Regions from separate parts of the Delphinus delphis genome. Here region 2 is linked to region 1. Evidence: chromatin contacts called from public Hi-C data. All regions are on one chromosome and are shown on one strand. The core of a region is the stretch at or near the end of the contact, and the rest is flanking DNA. Distances in the headings are between cores, read along the strand shown. Region 1 holds the start of RND3 (Rho family GTPase 3). Region 2 holds the start of MMADHC (metabolism of cobalamin associated D).

The links. Hi-C and Micro-C count contacts between places; a contact is called where the count stands out from the background.
Region 2: a Hi-C map of lung shows a contact between it and region 1, with 3 times the contacts expected there. The contact joins the promoter of MMADHC here to the promoter of RND3 in region 1. A contact is called at or near these places in 2 of 3 Hi-C or Micro-C datasets (lung and muscle).

What each region holds. Positions count from the first base shown.
Region 1 is chr7:79,677,377-79,683,661 of mDelDel1.2, reverse strand. It overlaps RND3 (Rho family GTPase 3), which reads right to left and starts at 3,562. Exons shown (of 5, transcript XM_060016825.1): 1 at 3,194-3,562; 2 at 2,621-2,708. The coding sequence starts at 3,343.
Region 2 is chr7:80,412,133-80,418,360 of mDelDel1.2, reverse strand. MMADHC (metabolism of cobalamin associated D) reads right to left here and starts at 2,468. Exons shown (of 8, transcript XM_060016826.1): 1 at 2,361-2,468; 2 at 1,793-1,852. The coding sequence starts at 1,801.

The DNA.
Region 1 (6,285 bases), core at 2,313-4,812:
TTTGTGCACAGGTAATTCAGTGGTAATAAATATCAGGGACTCTCATCTCCTTGGAAGCGACGCATATGATTATTCATTTGTTCATTCAACAGATTTTATTGGGTGACTTCTGTGTGCAAGGCATGATGCTGTGTGTGCAGAGACCACAAACTGTAGTTTGGATTAAATACTTGAAATTATACGAAGTGATATTTATCTGCACATGTGAAGCAGAGCCTCCAACTATAAACTGCCCACATTTTGTTTTCTAGGCTTTGTTAAACATGTGCCTTTTCTCTTCTTTAAAAAAAAAAAAAAGTCAATTTGGCTCTTTGGGCACCTAATTTGAAATCTCCATTGGTGGTCCTGTGACTCTGTGACCGTTGAAGCTTGAGTTGGGATGCACAACCCAATATTCCTATAAGCCCACCCATGCCCCCTCCCTGCCCAAATGTGTCTCCTTCTTAAATCCACCAGAAAGCAGTGGCTCTCTTCAGAGCCTGGCTTGCTTTGTAGGTCGTGAAAACTGCAGGATGGGATGGCAGACCCACTGGGACTAAGAGCTGAAGCCAACCAACATCCTGGAAACAAAAAGACTTGCCTGCCTGGTGATCTAAAGTCAAGAAGTATACAGCTGGGAGAGGTCCTGCACATTATGTGGTTCTGTACCCTTTTTTTTTAGATGATGAAATGAGACTCAGGGAGGTAGAGGATCTGCATACAGAAGTCTGTGGTAACCAGTAGCTAAATCTAAACATAGCTTCGTATCAACGACTGGATCAGACTCACAGACCCCATACCTAAATAATTCTTATCACGCATTAGGTCCAAACAGGCGGGGGGAGGGGGCTGAGAATCGGTGTTAATTATTGGTACCATACCAGCTGTCCTGCCCACTAGGCGTAACAAATACCATGATATGTCTGGGAATTCGAGCCCATTAAGTACTAGGCTGTGTACAAATCTGATGATGGAAACTACTGAAATAAGAAAATACTAGAATTCCGTCTATCACCACCTTCCCTATAGTTTCAAGTGTGCAATCCTCAGTACAAACACGGTGAGGTCCCGGTTCTGCTACCCTTGGCGAGGCTCCAGGAAGAGCCTGACTCTCCAGGGAGAAACAAAATCTGCATATCTTACGGCAGCCCTAGGAGCATCTGGCACCAACCGTGAGAGGCGCTCGAGCGAGACTTCTCACTTGCCTTTGTGCCGGCACTGCCTCCGGCGACCCTGTCAGTCAAGGTCTCTTCCTTGTGCTCTCTAATCCCCTGCGTCCCTCGGGGGCTCCAGAGGTTAAAGTCGAGGGCTGTGGGAAGCTCGCACAGCCCAGAAGCACCTCCACGAGGCCACTCCCAACTGAGCGCAGGTTCACCTCGCGGGCCTCCCCGCCCGACGCAAAGCCTGCGTGCTGGCACTCGGGTGCTTCTCCTCCCTAGTTTCACCCGGGATTTGGCTCGGTTCACCCGCGACAGCCCAGCTCCCTGCTAAACCCCCAGACCTAAGCTCAGGGGCCTTCACCCGGCCTTCCCACTGGCTCGTCCTCCTGCTCCAGAGGCTACGCCCTTCCTGGGAACAGCACTCCGCCGCCAGGCACCGCAGGCTGCGGCGACGGGTGCCTGGCTTCCAGCCGGAGATTCCCGGGGATGCTCTCCCGCCCCCACCGCGCCTGGCCCAGCCCGAACCCCTAACGGCCGCGCGGGGAAGCCTTCCCCTCCGCGCTGTAATCGGCCCTCCCTACCATCGCGCGCCAGGTTGGTGGGTGGGCGCGTGGGAAGGCGATAACCCGGCCTTGAACCCCAGACCCTTGAAAATAATTCACCATGCCAATAATTCAACTGGACGGGAAGGTCAAAGGCGAATAGGATGGCCCGCCTTGTAGACTGGAGGAGGGTGATGCAATGGGTCAGGAGGGAATGGCGTGGGCCGGGGGGCACCAAGTGTTCACGGGGGCGGGGGAGGCTCGGATCTGCCGCTCGGCACCGAGGCGGCGCGGGCAGCCGGCCTGCAGCTCGGAGAGGAGGCCCAGCGACCGCCCGCCGGGTGCTGCCCGCGCAGCCAGCGCATTCCAGGCAGTAGGCGTCACGAGCGCCGCGGCTGTTTGCGCTCACTTCACTCTCTCCCCAAGCGCGGAATCCGCCTGTAACTGCGTTGCTTTGGGGATTTTCTCCCACCTCCCACCACCCTCTCCGCGCTCCCCGCCTACCCACCAAGCAGCAGGTTAGATCCTGGAGGGGCGCGCTCGCATCCGAGAGCCAGTTGATTCCAAGGCGGCACACGCATGCCCCAACATTTGGCCTTTCCGGCCGCCCCGAGACGACTCGGGCACAGCTCCGCGGCCACCCGGCTACAAGCATTTTCTACCACTGGGTCACCCCTCGGGCAAAGAGCGCCCTTCTCTTCCCACAGTTTTCCCCCGGACCCAATGTCGTTCCCCCACCCCCACTCAGAAGGGACACAATTTTCACACAGCAGGGAATCCCTCGTAAGAAGCAAAGTTAAAGGAGCGGCGCAGAGCGAGCGCTGGTGGCGCGCTGGCCCGTGCTGAGAGCGTGCCAGGCGCGGAGTCCCGCTACCCGCCGCGCACCCCTGAGCGGCTGGAAACCCGCCCGAGCGCCACGCGGTCCGATGACTCTCTTACCCGAAGTGTCCCACAGGCTCAACTCTATTCTTTGTGTGTCGATTTCAAAACTGGCCGTGTAATTCTCAAACACCGTAGGGACGTAATTCTGGACAAGATGGACAGGGGAAAAAAAGAGTGCAAAGAGGTTATCTTAAAATGCACGACACCCGCAGAACACCCTCGGATAATCGCCTCCCCACTCTCCAACTGAAAAACGAAACCCCAAAACCCGCACCCACCAGGTCTCACACTGAACACGCGGACCCTTCCGAAACCCCTAACTTCCCTCTCGCCCCACCCGTATCCTCCAAGACCCAAGGATCCAAATCTCCCAACCCCAGATTCTGCACACAGGACCGAACAAGTTTCAGAAGCTAGCAGCAGAACGTGCACGCGCATCCCAACCCCTCAACGCTTCCAGCCCACTTTCCCTTTCCGGGCAGTCTAACCAGGAGGAAAGTAGTAAACGGTGAGAAAGACGGCCGAAAAAAAGAAAAACGGGTGAAGGGGGGAAAGTCAGGGGACACCCACCTCGACGCGGGGGTCCCCCGGGCCGCCCCCCTCCTCGCAGCCCCGGCGGGCCACACTCACCTCGGGGAAGCAGTCTTTGGCGAAGACGTGCAGCAGCGCGGTTTTCCCACACTGACTGTCTCCTACCACTACTATCTTGCATTTCACGTTCTGATTAGGATCCATGATAGATTTACTGGATAATTTCTGGCTGGCTCTTCTCTCCTTCATTGATCTTGCCTTATTTTCTCTCGAAACAGAAATTTTCACTTAGGAGGAAAAAATATATATATATTTCTCTTTCTATAAAAAGCAGATATATAAAAATAAATCGCAAGGCTGGCGGGAACCGCTGAAGCGCCGCGCAGACGAGGAGAGCTAGAGGAGCAGGCTCATTCCTCTCCTCCGACAAGTTTTATGCCTGATTCCACACGGCGCTTCCCAAGTCCAATTCCGATCCGACTGCTTTGTTTCACGCTCTCTGCGCGGCTTTATACCCCCGGCCTTCCAATCCTCTTTCTCAATGAGAGAAGGAAACTGATCCGCCTCCTCCCCTTTTATGGAGCCTGGGAGCGAGCGCCGTCTGGCTCCTCGCAGAACACGTAGACAATGCGCCCTCTAGGGTGACCATGCGGGATCGATTTCCAGACCAAGGCTCTGCGACGACTTGAAGACCCCAATGACGCTTTGCTGAAAGATGGGACTGTACAAGTCAAGGAGGAGGTGGGAAACTGAATTGTCTGTGCATATTGATTTTTATCAGAATTTCTTGAAAAAACGTTTTCATAGGGGCTGATCTACGGAAGCCTCATAATGAACATTTATGAAAGCAAAAACATTTCCTGCCCAACACAGAAGGGTGGGGAAGGGTTAAGTGGCTGCATTTTGTTACAAAGTGTTTTGTATCAGGTATATAGGCCATGGAACAATAGCTAAGCCGGGGTACTTCCGATGCCGGAACTGGCTTGCCTGGGTCACAGCAAGAGTGGCTTCTGAAACCAGCGAGTTCCAGTGACTCAGGAGGAGAGAGAAAGGTTTTGAGGAGAGGGAAGGGGAGGTGGGAGGGGAGAAGAAAGAAAAGTGGAAGATGCTCATAACTGAGTGACCAAAGCCATTGGAGACTCAATCCTACTGCACTAGGGACCTAAACACACAAGGTCAGCCATTGCCCCTGTCAGTGAGAAGAGGGGGTAGGAGGGATTCTGATCCTGCCCTTTAATTCCTTTATCTGTAGCTTCCCTTTCTCTGAAATCAAAGCACCCTAGGCTGAACCCAGAAAATAGAAATTTGCTTAGCTGAAAAATGCAGGTCCAACCCTTCACTCCCTCTCCACCTCGCCTCCGCATCTACCCCCTACCCACCCACCTGAAAGTCTCAGAGAGGACTAAAAATGGCCACACGTTTGTTCTCTCTACCCTATAAAAAAGTCCTTCTTTTCTCATCTTCATTTCCTGTGCTTCAAGTGATCAGGAGGCTTCACCTATTTTTAAAATTTTTATTGAGGTATAGTTGATTTACAGTATCATATGCTTCAGGTGTACAATATAGTAAATCAATTTTTAAAGATTATACTCCATTTATAGTTACTATAAAATATTGGCTATATTCCCTGTGCTGTGCAATGTATCCTTGTAGCTTATTCATTTTATACATATAGGTTGTACCTCTTAATCCCCTACCCCTGTATTGCCCCTCACCACTACCCTCTCCCCACTGGTGACCATTAGTTCGTTCTCTATATCTGTGGGTCTGCTTCTTATGGTATATTCACTAGTTTGTTTTATTTTTTAGATTTCACATATAAGTGATATCACAGAGCATTTGTCTTTCTCTCTGACTTATTTCACTCAGCATAATGCCCTCCAAGTCCATCCATGTTGTTGCAAATGACAAAATTTGCAGAGGTTTCACCTATTAAATTGTATTAAGGACATTGGCCAAAAAAAAAAAAAAAAAAACAACCGTATAGGTTCCCCCATGGACACTTCTAGGTTTGTAAATGAGAAGAAGATGAAGTGAAAAACCAGAAAGTTCAATATGGGGAGTGAAAAGGCACAATGATAGGTGGTTAAAAGCATACATGTAAGTATCAGCCCTAGGACCATGAAGACTCAGGGATCTAAGGATGGTCTCCTCTTCCTTTCAGAGTAGAGAAAACTGGAGCCGCTCAAAGGAAGACTGACTCAGTGTGTAGGGCTGTGTTCATACACACACAGGGCTGACTCATAGAAAAGGGGATCGCTGGCCCTGCTCAGATTACTAAAGCAGCACTGGCCAAAGTTTGCTCTGCAGAAAGTGTGCTCACAAAAAGCATCCTGCATCCCAATTAGTGATTGAGACACTGTGCCCGTATCACCCCTTGAAGATGTGCCAAGCATTTTGACATATTACAAACGGTAAAAAGCTCTATAGAAAGGTAGCATACCTAACGTAGTTTAACTCAGCATTCCTCAAAACTACTTAAGCACAGGAAACTTTGATCTAATTATTTACTTGTTTGAGAAGCAATGGACATAGTGGCTGGGGGCAGGAAATCACAAAGAAGTGTATCCGTGTGACCTCGGATAAGTTACTTAACCTCTCTAAGCCTCAATTTCATCATCTGTAAAATGAGAGTCGTAATAGTAATGATGAGGAAATGCAAGTGAAGTTTGCAGGATAGCTTCTGGCACATTAAAGAATCCTCCACCTACTTTATATTTCACACGTAACTCTCATTTTCACTTCTCAGAACTGTTGAACATATCTTGGGAAATTCTGGCCTCATGAGTGCACTCACTAATTGGAGCTAGGAGAATAGATCCACCCTTTTTTTCCTCAGATTTTTAACTTAGGAAGTTGCTCCTTTCTGGAAATATGATTTGACCTACCACATTCCTGAATTGATATAGTTTATGTGGTTAAGCTGCTCTAACTAGCAATAGTTATGAATTATTAGTATTTGGCTGACAATGAATAAGATGAGCATGTAATTTATCATATAAGCTGGGACACTTTTGAGAGCAGAAGGGGGTACCACTAATGGTCAGAACAACAGTTGTAAACAGGGTCTGGCCCAGGCAAAATGAGAGACCTAATCACTTTAATGAATAATCTGGAACCATAGACTATTTTTGGAAATCAGGTGACCTGAATCTCCAGGAATCTGCCAGTTGCTGAGTGAAATTTTTTTA
Region 2 (6,228 bases), core at 1,219-3,718, 740 kb before region 1:
TCTGCTAAAACGTCCTTTTCCCTCTCCTCCTAGGCCTGGCAAATTCCAACTCTTTCTACAAGATCTGGATAGACAGAACCTCCTTTATATGTCTTCAAAATGCAAGACCTGTCTCCAGAGCATTCTGCCCACCTGAAAATTTAAGCATCTTCCCTTGGGTGTGCACCCAACCTGCTCAGAGACAAAAATGGTAATTCTCAGTGGTACAAGAAATTTGAATTGTATATCAACATTGAGCAATTGTGATATTTCACACAAAAGATCCAGACTTTCAGCTGTTCTTACAAACTCCAAAGATCTGGCAGTGCTGGATTCACATTCCCAAATGACATTAGTTGGCAACACATCACTGTAGCTAAGGAAAGGCTGCTCCCTTTATATCAGAAATGAGTATTTCAGTTTGTACAAGTCCCCACCAAGGCTTCTTAATTGACCTGTTCAGCCTCTGAAGCATAGACATACCTGACCCATGCTATGTATGCAAACTAAATTGTTGAAGACATACATATCTATCTTCATGTTTCATTAGTAACATCCATTCAGCACTTAAAATGCACATAAACGAACACAAATTTTTAAACATATATTTGAATATTGTTTTATGTAAACTTCTAACAATAAAAGTATCCTTCAAAATACCTACTGGATTAATTTATTCATTCAAATCAAAATAAAGCCAGGTCAAATATTAGCATACTACTCTAACTGGTATCTTTCCTTTGAGAGTAGCACATGCTCCTTTTACAACATTCCCTTCCTATGATTATGGCTAGGTATAAATTCACCTTAACACACGGGATACACTAGTGGTCTACTTTTACGACTTGGCCTTATAGTCTTACCATTAGGCTATTACTTAATATATCATATTTGACTACAGGAATACTCTCCTGGCTAACTGTTGCCATATTAGTCTTCCTAACACACAGCTCTAATTAAATCACCAAAATTTAAAGAATAAAGTCCAAATTACTGGGTTTGGCATTCAAGACTCTCTATTACATGATTCCAAATCCACAATCCAACCTTCTCACTTATCTCTTTCACACATTTTACATTCAGGAAGACAGAACTGACTTCCTGATTTTTGAAAGGGGGGGTGTCTTTGAATATACCTCCTGCTCTGCCCAACCAAACCTCAGATTATCTAATCCCACCCATCTTTCAAACCTCAAATGCTTCTCTGATTAAGTGAACACAAACCCCTACTTTTCCCTCTCCACAAAGCTCTGAATCTGCACTGTACCTTTGTGTAGGTTTTAAAATTAGTTTCTACTCTTATTGTAATTGTTTTAAAATATGTCTTGTGTTCCCTATGGCAGGATGCGTTTGAGTAATCGCTGTACTGTTACAGTGAATAAATCTCTATGGCCTGTGAGAATAATATCTCTTGCGCCCATTTTGTAGTATTTGGAAGGTGACTTCCTATACTGAAACTGCTACAAAACCTTCAGTTTACCTAACCAAAGAAACAGAAAACGGCTTAAAAATAATTCTAAATATTTACTGAAATAATGTCTTTTAAAACTACTGAAAGGGTGCTGGCACTGAATTTATTTCTAAAAACGAATTTATAGAAATAAATAGACGTGTATTGAGAAATATGTTGCGTTCAAACTACCCGCAAAGCATATCAACCTAATTCACATCCCTTGCTTCCCTTGCCATTTCCGGTACACTAATCACGAGAAACATTATGCCATCAATGCTATTATCATTAAACCCGTCCTTCCTAACGAGTTCCCAAACTATTTTATTACTATACTGCTTCTTAAGAGGCTAATTTACTCACATTGGCCATTTCTGGCGGGAAGGGCAGGCGAAAAATATCTTCCCTTTTGTAAAGTTATTCCTGGGAAAGGACAAAACAAACAGGCCGGTGACGGATTAAGCTCTAACAACAGATCACTGGGGTAACGTCCACCACCGCCTATTGTGTGTCCCTCCACCGAGACAGGACCAAAGTCCAAGCTCTCCCCGAACCCCAAAATTCGCCCCCCGCCCCCACAGGGCACAGCTCGCTGCCCATAGGAGGGCGTGAGGCGCTCAGCCCGCCCGGTTCGAGTCCGCGAATGGGACTCGACTCCGACTAGATTGGGGTGGCCAATGAGGAGCTCCACCGGGATGGAGTCCTGAGGCTCGAAGTAGATATTTTAACACCGGTCAGGGCTGCCCGACGACAGAAGCAAAGGTGCCAGCAGAGATGAAGGATGAGTAAGCGAAAAGGATCCTAAAGACAGAGTGCCAGGACGACTGGCGACAGCGATAGGGACCCTGTGGGAATAGAGGAAACACCGGGAGCTGCAGCCCGAAGATGGGCGAATTTGGATGGGGCTAACGCGGGCGGAAACCATACGTACCAGTCTACGCCGCCGCCTCCAAGTGTTGGAGACCCGGACTCTTCCCGTCTTCAAAATGGCGGCGCGACAGCAGAGCGGGTAGCGCCGAAGCTGGCAGTGCCCAGACTGAAGGAGTTGCTCCTGAGCACATCGATGAGAAGGATCGCCGAGCCGATGATGCGCACGCGCACAGGAGGCCCACGTAGAGCCGCCCTTCCATTGGATAGTCCCCCGCCGCGACGTGGGCGGAGATAAAGTGACGCGCGGATGACCTGGGAGCCTGGAGGCTTGAGCTCTGGAGCTGGGTTTAGGCAGCCGTTTAATTTCGTGCATTAACTCACTGAACTGAGGTATTTGAAAACCTCCTCTCTCCCTAAGACTTTCTTATTGCCTCCAAGAGGTAAAGTTTTCTGTTCATTGTGTGTGGTTTTTTTTATTTTTCAAGAAATCACTGTTTTTGAGAATAGGGCACTTAACGTTTTCCTTTATGTACCAGGCCTTTAAAATAGGCGCAATAAATACATATCCCCTTATTTATAAAGAGTATATAGGGCTTCCCTGGTGGCGCAGTGGTTGCGAGCCTGCCTGCCGATGCAGGGAACACGGGTTCGTGACCCGGTCCGGGAGGATCCCACATGCCGCGGAGCGGCTGGGCCCGTGAGCCATGGCCGCTGAGCCTGCGCGTCCGGAGCACAGGCTCCGCAACGGGAGAGGTCGCAACAGTGAGAGGCCCGCGTAATGCAAAAAAAAAAAAAAAGTAAAGAGTATATAATTTTCATTTGTCAGTTACGTTTAAAGACAATTAACTGAAGTTCATACTGATATATTTAGTTGGGTCATGTTGGGCAATTAGTGTCTCTATTTTAGTTTCCTCCCTTCTAAAATGGGAATAAATGGATAAAGAAGATGTGGCACATGTATACACAGGAATATTACTCAGCCATAAGAAGAAACGAAATAGAGTTGTTTGTAGTGAGGTGGATGGACCTGGAGTCTGTCATACAGAGTGAAGTAAGTCAGAAAGAGAAAAACAAATACCGTATGCTAACACATATATATGGAATCTAAAAAAAAAATGGTTCTGATGAACCTAGGAGCAGGACAGGAATAAAGACACAGACATAGAGAATGGACTTGAGGACACGGGGAGGGGGAAGGGGAAGCAGGGACGAAGTGAGAGAGTAGCATTGACATATATACACTACCAAATGTAAAATAGATAGCTAGTGGGAAGCAGCCGTATAGCACAGGGAGATCAGCTAGGTGCTTTGTGACCACCTAGAGGGGTGGGATAGGGACAGTGGGAGGGAGACGCAAGAGGGAGGGGATATGGGGATATATGTATACATATAGCTGATTCACTTTGTTATACAGCAGACACTAATACAGCATTGTAAAGCAATTATACTCCAATAAAGATGTTAAAAAATAATAAAACGGGAATAATAATAGTGGCCAACTCATAGTTTGTGAAGATTAAATCAGTTGATATGTAGCTAACACATATAGCACCACACGTGCGCACGCACAGCTCATGGCTTGGGAGTCACAGAGGCTTCTGAGTGTTGAAGTTGCTTACAATTTGTTATTTCTTCATGACTCATAATTTCTCCTTCAAAGCGGCTTGTCTAGGTTATATAACAAGATTACTGTTTGAATGATGATCCTAAGCTTTTTGAGCCTGGGAGCCATATGTTACACATCTTTGCCAGGATAGAAAATCATCTGTCAGGTAGAGGTAGGAGATAAGAGGAGTCAGTGATAGGCAGAATGGCAGGAGGCTGTCAGGAGTAACTTCATAGCGGAGGTGATGCTTGATCAGTGTTTTGAAAGATGAGTAGTTGTTTGCCTGAATGCCAAGAAAAGGCATTACAGGGGTGAGGGCGTTTCAGTCAAAGGAAGCAGTTGGGACAGAGATACAGAATCCAAAACGCTATGGGCAGTTGGGGAGATCCCCAAATAGTCAAGGGATTCAGTTGGAAGTAGACAGGGGCCAAATCATAGTCAGCCTGCAGTGCAGTACTAAGGTGGATGTAACCCTGGAAGCAACGAGAAGCAACTGGGCAGATTTAAGCAGTCATGGCATTATCAGATTTGTGTCTTGGGAAGATTCTTGGGTTTCAGTATAGAGGATAGGTTGGAAGGATGTGGAATTGGAACCACTGGATCAAGTGGTTAGGGGACTATTGCTGTGTCCATGAGAAAGAACATGCGAGCCTGAATTAAGGGCAGGGGGGGAGTTGAGGAATTGATACTGCATAGCTATCCATTGGTTGCAGATGAGGAAAAGGATGAGTTGAAGATAACTCCTAAATTTTTGACTTAGAATACTTGGTGAATGGAGTTGCTTTTTCTGAGATTTGGAATCCAGTAATACTAATTTGTGGAATGTACGCTATGTGATGGCACCTGTATAGGGATTTTCCCATTATTTATTTTAATTCTCATAACAATCCAGAAACTGGATGTATTATTATCCTCATGTTAATATGAAGAAATTAAAGCACATAGCTTATGTATATTTATGAAGCTTCCAGGGCTGGATTTAAATCTATGTCTGTTAGGTTTAAGAATAGTGTTTTCTTTCCCACAGGTGTTGTCTCCTAGGAGTAAAACAGGTTTTAGGGGAAAGATAATGAATTTGATTTGGGATGTTTGAATTTTAAGATGCCTGAGGGGCATTTGAAAGCAGGCCTGTTGCTCAGGAAAGTGATTTATGCTGGAGACAGAGATTTGAGGTCATTGACATATGAGTAACAGTTAAAGCCATAGGAACCCCTTAACCTGGAACTCAACAGTGGGCTTTTAGGGAGGAAGGTCTGTGAGACTCCTGAAAATGTATGCAAATTGTTGTGTATTTGTAAGCAGATCCATTCTTCCCTCCCTAGGGAGAGTGCACATAGCTTCTTCAGATTCTTAAAGGAGTTCCTGACTCTGAAAATATCAAGAACTACTAGTGTAGAGTATAAAAGAAAAAAGAGCAGAAGAGTAGGAAATATTAATTAAAGAGGTAACAGAAGAAGAAAAAACTAGCAATGGAGACTGAGAAATTTCAGTCAGAGGGTAAAAGGAAATCAGGAGATAGTATTCTAGGCATGAAGAAGATAACTGCTCAGTTTTACTGGATGCTACAAAAAGGTGTTATTGAGGACCAAAACCAATCCATTGTATTTGATAACTAGGGCAATGGTGACTTTGCCAGAGGAGTTTCGGTGGAGTGGGGGTGGGAGGATGAAATTTTGATAACTGTGGATTCGAAGGATGAAGCACAGCCTCTTAAGGGAAGAGATTTCACCTGTTTTTTCACTGTATTCCTGGGACTTCACTGTATTCCCGCCACAGCGAGGTGACCAATAGTATTTATTGAAGGTTGAACAGATGAAGAAGTGGTGACCATTAATAACCAGGTACCATTAGTAACAGCTGCTTTTTCTTCTGTTTCCAGGCTCCATCCTTCAATAGCACTTATCCACCCAACAACTGGGCTGGGGGAGCAGTAGTGTCTCTATGGCATAAACGAAGAAACTGTGACTCAGAGAGGCTGAGTAAACTGCTTGATGCTGTACAACTACATACAGTGATGAATGTGAGATTCAGACTTGGATTTGTCTGGCTCCAAAATCTCTGTTCCTTCCATGACAATAAAACAAAGGAGAAGAAGAGCGAGAGGTGAGTATGTGCCTCTCAACTGTTATTAAATTTTCCCTTATCTATTCGCCTTCTTCCTTTCACTCTCTCTTGGGTTGTTCTTATTCTTCATAGACAAAGCAGTGCCTTCACAGAACTATAAAGATTGATCAAAGTACCAGATTATGAGATTATTCAGAGGCCAATATGTAATCTTTGGGGCTTTCATTCTCATCTCACTCTCACAGCTGCCTGCATTAAT